2 separate regions of the Danio rerio genome follow, and region 1 is linked to region 2. Evidence: chromatin contacts called from public Micro-C data. All regions are on one chromosome and are shown on one strand. The core of a region is the stretch at or near the end of the contact, and the rest is flanking DNA. Distances in the headings are between cores, read along the strand shown. Region 1 overlaps tub (TUB bipartite transcription factor). Region 2 overlaps copb1 (COPI coat complex subunit beta 1).

Region 1 (3,225 bases), core at 201-2,700, 140 kb before region 2:
TTTTAATTCTTTTTTAAGTTACTTCTAAATTTCAAAGTCTAATTTTTGCTATATTTACATTTTCTGTTCCATTTTAATCTCAAGGTTTGGATAATTATGTTGAATTTTTGTTATTTTTATTAGTTTTTTGTTCTATCTACATACTACATGTCTGTACAACTTATATTATTATTATATATTTTTACAGTTTTATTTCATTTTACTTTTATGCTTTGATTAAAACATTTCTATAACAACTAGCAAGATGTTTTTTTTTTGTCTTAAAATACTGCTAATACAGTCAACTCAAAACATTTAATATTATTACATGTAAAGTGATATCAAATCAGTGTTGCTGCTGCTGGTGCTATCCTATCTCTACACTAAAAAAACTGTCTGTTAATGAACAGTTTACAACACTAATACAGTCTATTTTGTGCTTTCTGTTTATTTATGGTTCCATTTGTGACCTTGGTCTTTGCTCTTTCAAGTTTTGATGTTTAACTCTACAGTTCAACAAAGTGACTGTTATTGACCTTTAGTTGGAAATAACATACTGTATAAGAAATAATATAGAGGGAAATAAACATGTAAAATGTATAGAAAAAGAAAATGTATAGACAGTTTATTATAAGGTTTTTTTTTCCAATAAACACCAACCCAGACAATATATCACTTTAAAATATATTAAAAAAAAAATTAATATCAGTGACTTTTTAGAACTTTAAAGCAAGGTTAATTTTTTTTTCTTTGGAAGAAAAATCAAGGTTCAACATCGCCATTCAAAAACATAAATAAATAGGGAAACAGGAATCACAAAATATGGAAAACCATTAATTTACAGATGTTTTTCTAATCTAAACAACTACATTCTCACATAAAAAGCCTCAAAAGCACATTATGTTGCCCAACAGCTGCAATATTTGTCAAACTGTAGTAAGTTTATTGATCTGCTGTCACTCTATGTGGGTGAAGTAACACATAAGAATGAAGAGGTTGTAAGAGTGCTGTCATTGCAGAATATTGCACGGCTGTCAGCCAATCACATTTGAGAACCAGACAGACCTGTTGTAGATTTATCCCATTGTTTCTGGTAATATAATTAATACTAATTCAATGTCAAGTTCACTTTTAATTGCCAAAGGTTAAAAGTTTTCAAAACATGACATTTCTGAGATGCTGGCACATCATCAAGTTTAATTAAAGGAGCAAAATAGCACATCTAATCCTCCTTTAAATATCACAGAAACAGGGTTTTAACCCAAAGAATCCCAAATACCACAGCACAGCAATATTCCAGGTTAATTTTTGGCATTTCTAAGCACTGATTATGCACACATGCTAGCGACTGTGTCTGCTTTTCACACTCTCACCGACTGCTACTAATGAGATGACGTCTTTGCCACGTCTGGTTGCTTCAACCAACACACACACTGCAACACCGCAGCCCACAACCATAGCAACAAGAGACTAATTACTGCCAAAAAAAAAAAAAAAAGCACAGAACAAAATGGAGCACAGTATCAGCCTATGAAACACATCATGTGCAGCCATCAGCTCTGCTATTGTAATAGTACTCACATACACTGATGAGCTGTGAATGGAGATGCCTTATCACTACACTGCAGAAGACATACAAGAGAAGAAAGAGAAGAGGAATACACTGTAGCTCCAGTTTGATTTTGCAGATACATATACATATTTCTGCATATACAATATGTGCACTGTACTTTAATATAGGTGAATTGCAATGAATCATAGACTGAGTAAAAATAGATCAGTTCTTCGAAAGCATCCAGTTTTTTTTGATTAATTCCTCAATGCAAGCCAAGGAGATCAATGACAGGATTTACACTGACATCTAGTGGAAAATAATATATAAAGACATCATGCTTCATATGCGTTGTCCATTTTTTCCATTTTCAACTTATATTAGTGCTGTTAACTGCGCCACAGTGACACCCTTATATACTGTATATAAAAAATTTACATGTTAATATTTATCTAACTTTAAGCATATCCATGTATGTGTGTGCATTTTATATATGCATAATAACAGTACGTGCACATACTGTATAATATGTAAACAAACTTACTTATTTTGTTAGCGAATAGCTCAAAATATACATTATTCTATGATATTCTGACATTAATCCAATGAAGATTTAATTCAGACAATTGCATAAATAAATAAATAAATAAATAAATAAATAAACAAGAGAAAATACATTTTGCACCATCTCTGTTATTCAAATCACTGTTCTCATAATAGTCTTTAAAAAAAATGATTCATAGATAAACCATTACAAATGTTCATTCATTCATTTTCTTTTCGGCTTAGTCCCTTTATTAATCTGAGGTCGCCACAGCAGAATGAACTTATCCAGCAGGATGCTCGAACACAGCGGATGCCCTTTCAGCCGCAACCCAACACTGGGAAACACCCATACACTCTTCCATTGACACACTTACACAACGGACAATTTAGCATATTCAATTTACCTATACTGCATGTCTTTGGACTGTGAAGGGAAACCCACGTGAACACTGGGAGAACATGCAAACTTTACGCAGAAATGCCAACTGACCCAGCCGGGGCTCAAACCAGCGACCTTCTTGCTGTGAGACGACACGACAGTGCTACCCACTGCACCACCGTGACGCCTACATATGTTAATTAGTTTTAAAAAGCATTGAAACCAATTAAGTACACTATGTGGCGAATAATTTACCATATTAATTGCAGGTTAGTTTCAAATTAAATTTGGCTGAGAAATTATTCCTACAAAAATGTTTATTCATCGTGCTAAACAGGGTGCGAATTACACGGAGGTTGGGGGGGATTGACCCCTCTAATTACCATTTGATTCCCACTAAAGGATGTCAAAACAATATGCATGAGGTTCAGCCTTTTAATTGTAAGAATTTATTTCCTCTGATATATATGTTAAATAATAATTTGAATAATTAAAATATTAAAATACAAATATACATTTGACCACCCCTATAACAGTTCATACCATTGTGAATGCAAGAAGTCATTCAACAATCTGAAACCAGCAGATCTAGAGCACTGATACACACTGTGACAGTTCACAAGATACTTGTCTTGTAAAATAGGGGTTTCTGTCTATAGGTGTTACTACATATAGCCTAAAAGTAAACGAAAATAAGACTCGTAGTTTGTATAATTTGACCCACAGAGTAAACTTTTACACAGCTAATCAGAGCTGACATAATCAGAGA
Region 2 (3,287 bases), core at 694-3,193:
CAAAGAGTTGAATTCTTCTCTTTTGGAAAAAAACTGAGCCCCCAACACACAGTTGATGGATCAAAGATGTGATGTGTTTTATTCAGCTTGAAAATTTTTTAATTTACTCTAACATTTTTGAAACATGGCATCCCCATGGTTATCTTACATATGTTGATAATTTACAATTCTTAGAGTAGTGGGATTTTGCACTTTCCTTTTTTTACATTTATTTATTTGTCACTATTATATGTATTTATTTATTTGTATTGGAGTTGTAAATGCACTTTATACATACACTGCTGTGCTTATGTGTGGCCCTTGAGGACTGTAATGTTTGCAGGCTTTTAGCTATGTGTCTTTTTTGTTAAAGCCACAAAAGAGATATTAGTGTTGGGGATGTTTGTTTGTACATTTGTCTTTTGTTGTTGTTGACTGCTTGTTTTTTTTTCTGTGCAAATTTGTAAAAAAAAAAAAAAAAAACTTCCTATAAATAAAGTATATAAAAAGCCGTGTGTGTGTCCCATATTTACTTGTGACCCAGCTGACCAAGTTGCATATTACTACAGGGTGTCAAAATGGCTTGTAATAATTTAGGAGAAAAAAAAAACATAACATTTACATTTCTTAATTCCTTCCCTGTACAAAGAGATGATTTACCATAGGTAACCTATTAGCCAATAAGCAGAGAGGGACTTCAAACGTCACTGGGAAGCCTTTAAGTCAATAAACAGTCATGGTAATCTAACTGATTAGCACAAACTATTTGTTCATATGGATATATTTTACTGAGTTCCTGTACACAAGTGGGACATTCTTAGACTGTTGCCAGAAGTGATGCTGTAAAGGGACAGTTCACCCAAACATTTACTTGCTATATACTAGGGCTGTGCAATTAATCGAAAATTTAGTTTCGATTTCGACTTCAAACGATTATAAAAAAAAACATTAATTAAGATAAAAGGATTATTGCATCATATACCTCCCCCTCTCCAGTTGGACACATTTGTATTGTAATTAGAGTTACTAGCCTTCCTGAATTATTAGCAACCCTTTTTCCCTCAAATTCTGTTTAACGGAGAGAAGATTGTTTCAACCCATTTGTAAACATAAGTTTAATAAGTCATTTATCTAATAACTGATTTCTTTTATCTTTGCTATGCGGTGTCTTTGCAGTACATAATATTTAACTAGATATTTTTTTAAATACAAGCATTCAGCTTTAGGTGCAATTCAAAGGCTTAATTAGGATTATTAGGTAAGGCATTGTATAACAGTAGCTTATTCTGCATACAATCAAAAAATATTGTGCTTAAGGGGGCTAATAATATTGACCTTAAAATAGGTTTCAAAGTATTTAAACATGCTTTTGTTCTAGAAAAAAAATAAAACAAATAAGAATTTCTCCAGAAGAAAAATATTATAGCAATTACTGCAAAAAATGCCTTGCTCTGTTTAACATAATTTGGGAAATATATAAAAAATAATAATAATAATAATAAAATAATAATAATATTCACGGGAGGGAGAATAATTTTGACTTCATCTGTATATCATTTTGAATAATCATGATTACAATTATGACCAACAAAATCGTGATTATGATTTTTTCCCCATAATTGAACAGGTTCCAGGTTGCTTCAAAATATCTTGTGTTCAACAGAAGAAAGTCGAACAGCTTTGAGTGAACTATCCCTTTAAGCGTTAAAATTTCCATCAGTTGAACAAACATGCCCTCTGGTGGTGAACAGACAAACTTTTCAACTATGTTTAGGCTCCAGCTAGTTAGTCACCATTACAAAAACAAGATTCAAACTGACAAAATCTGCTAAACACCTTATTAAGTTTGGAGGCCAGTGGATCTGTGGCTTCTTTCCTCTGAGTATTGCCCATAGCGGCCAGCAGACTGAGCTGGAACTGGTCCTCTTTGGACGCCATCTCATTCTTAGCAGTTAACTGCATAAAGGAGATTGGATCGTCGGCCTGAACAGTCACATTACGCTTCTCAGACTCTTTCTGATAAAACAAGAACAGCAGAATTTATTAAAATGGCCACAAATAAAACCAGCAACAATCTAGTCATAGCATAACAAAAGAATCACCTTTACATGGATGTAGCAGTAACATGAGCACATTATTTAGTAGGTAATCAACAAGCATTAACATGTTTACCTTCTGAGACAGTTTCTCCTCTTCCAGTCGAACAGCGAGCATATGGGACAGGGATCTGCGGCACTCTTTGTTGAAGATGTCATTCATAAGAGGCGAGCACTCGGACAGGACCTTGAGACACAGTGAGATCCGGTCCACATCATCATCAGTGATGGGCTTCTTGGGTAGAGATGACTTGCCCAGATGGAGCACAGTGGCCATGATCAGCATGGCCTCTGCTACGAACGACTAAGAGTAGGAAAACATCCATTAGACTTGATTAATATGCTGACCCAGAGTTCATCAGAGAAGCAGTGATAAACATGCAAACTTACATTTTGTCTTCTTTTGTCTTCTGCGAGGGCAACATAGCGCAGGGCCACTTTGGTGAGGGTGGTGGCCAGTGAGGCAGCAACATAAAAGTCTCCATCCATCAGGAAACCCCTCAGAGGAGGCCTGCGGAATAGACATGTATGATAAAGATGAAATTATCTGTGGTAAATCAGTACAGTAGAGATGATTCTGTTGAACACAACAAAAAATATTTCGAAGAAAGCTGAAAACCTGTAACCTACCTTTGACTGTATAGTATTTGTTTTACCTCCCATGAAAGTCAATGGATACAGGTTTTCAGCTTTATTCGAAATATCTTATGGTGCTTTCACATCTGTAGTTTGCTTCATTTTATCCGGACCAAGGGCAATAAATGATACATTATAGCATTTTCTGCTGTCTTTGGGTCCTTTTTACACCACATTGATTGCTTTGGTCTGAACCAGTTGAAAAGAACCAAAATGCAGTCATCTGACAAAATCCACATTACTCATTGGCCAGATTTTATTGAGCATATTTCTTAAACTGCTTTTTGATTGGTCAGAATTCATGCGCAGGAAAATGCCAATGGAACTCCAGCAAGTAAACAAACTGGCAGACACAAAATGACTATGGAGCTACGACTGCGGTGATTGATTGTATACATTACTTTAGACAAACTATAGTTACATTTCGAGAATAAAGCGTGGCTGCAGCCGGAAAACAATGTTTTAAAGCATTACAAACGAAAAAGGCACATAGTAAGTCACTTCAGAAGGAGGCGTAAATTTATTTTGCTAAACTGCGAGATGGTCATCTTCCGGAAATAATACCAGCAATCCATC

Evidence for each region. A called contact is a pair of places that touch in the nucleus more often than the background predicts.
Region 1: a contact with region 2 is called in a Micro-C map of caudal fin, with 11 times the contacts expected there. The contact joins two enhancer-like sites. A contact is called at or near these places in 2 of 18 Hi-C or Micro-C datasets (caudal fin and an unstated tissue).

The regions. Positions count from the first base shown.
Region 1 is chr7:27,979,091-27,982,315 of GRCz12tu, reverse strand. All of the region lies in intron 1 of tub (TUB bipartite transcription factor), which reads right to left. Among named protein-coding and RNA genes, the nearest start is that of tub, 59 kb to the right of the region's middle. Within about 2 kb of position 1,450, at least 4 of the 62 cell types and tissues checked have an H3K27ac peak or open chromatin away from gene starts, as enhancers often do. A contact at or near this core is called in caudal fin, where this site is marked.
Region 2 is chr7:27,840,092-27,843,378 of GRCz12tu, reverse strand. copb1 (COPI coat complex subunit beta 1) reads right to left here. Exons shown (of 22, transcript NM_001002013.1): 14 at 2,466-2,586; 15 at 2,152-2,379; 16 at 1,816-1,995. Among named protein-coding and RNA genes, the nearest start is that of copb1, 15 kb to the right of the region's middle. Within about 2 kb of position 1,943, at least 1 of the 62 cell types and tissues checked has an H3K27ac peak or open chromatin away from gene starts, as enhancers often do. A contact at or near this core is called in caudal fin, where this site is marked.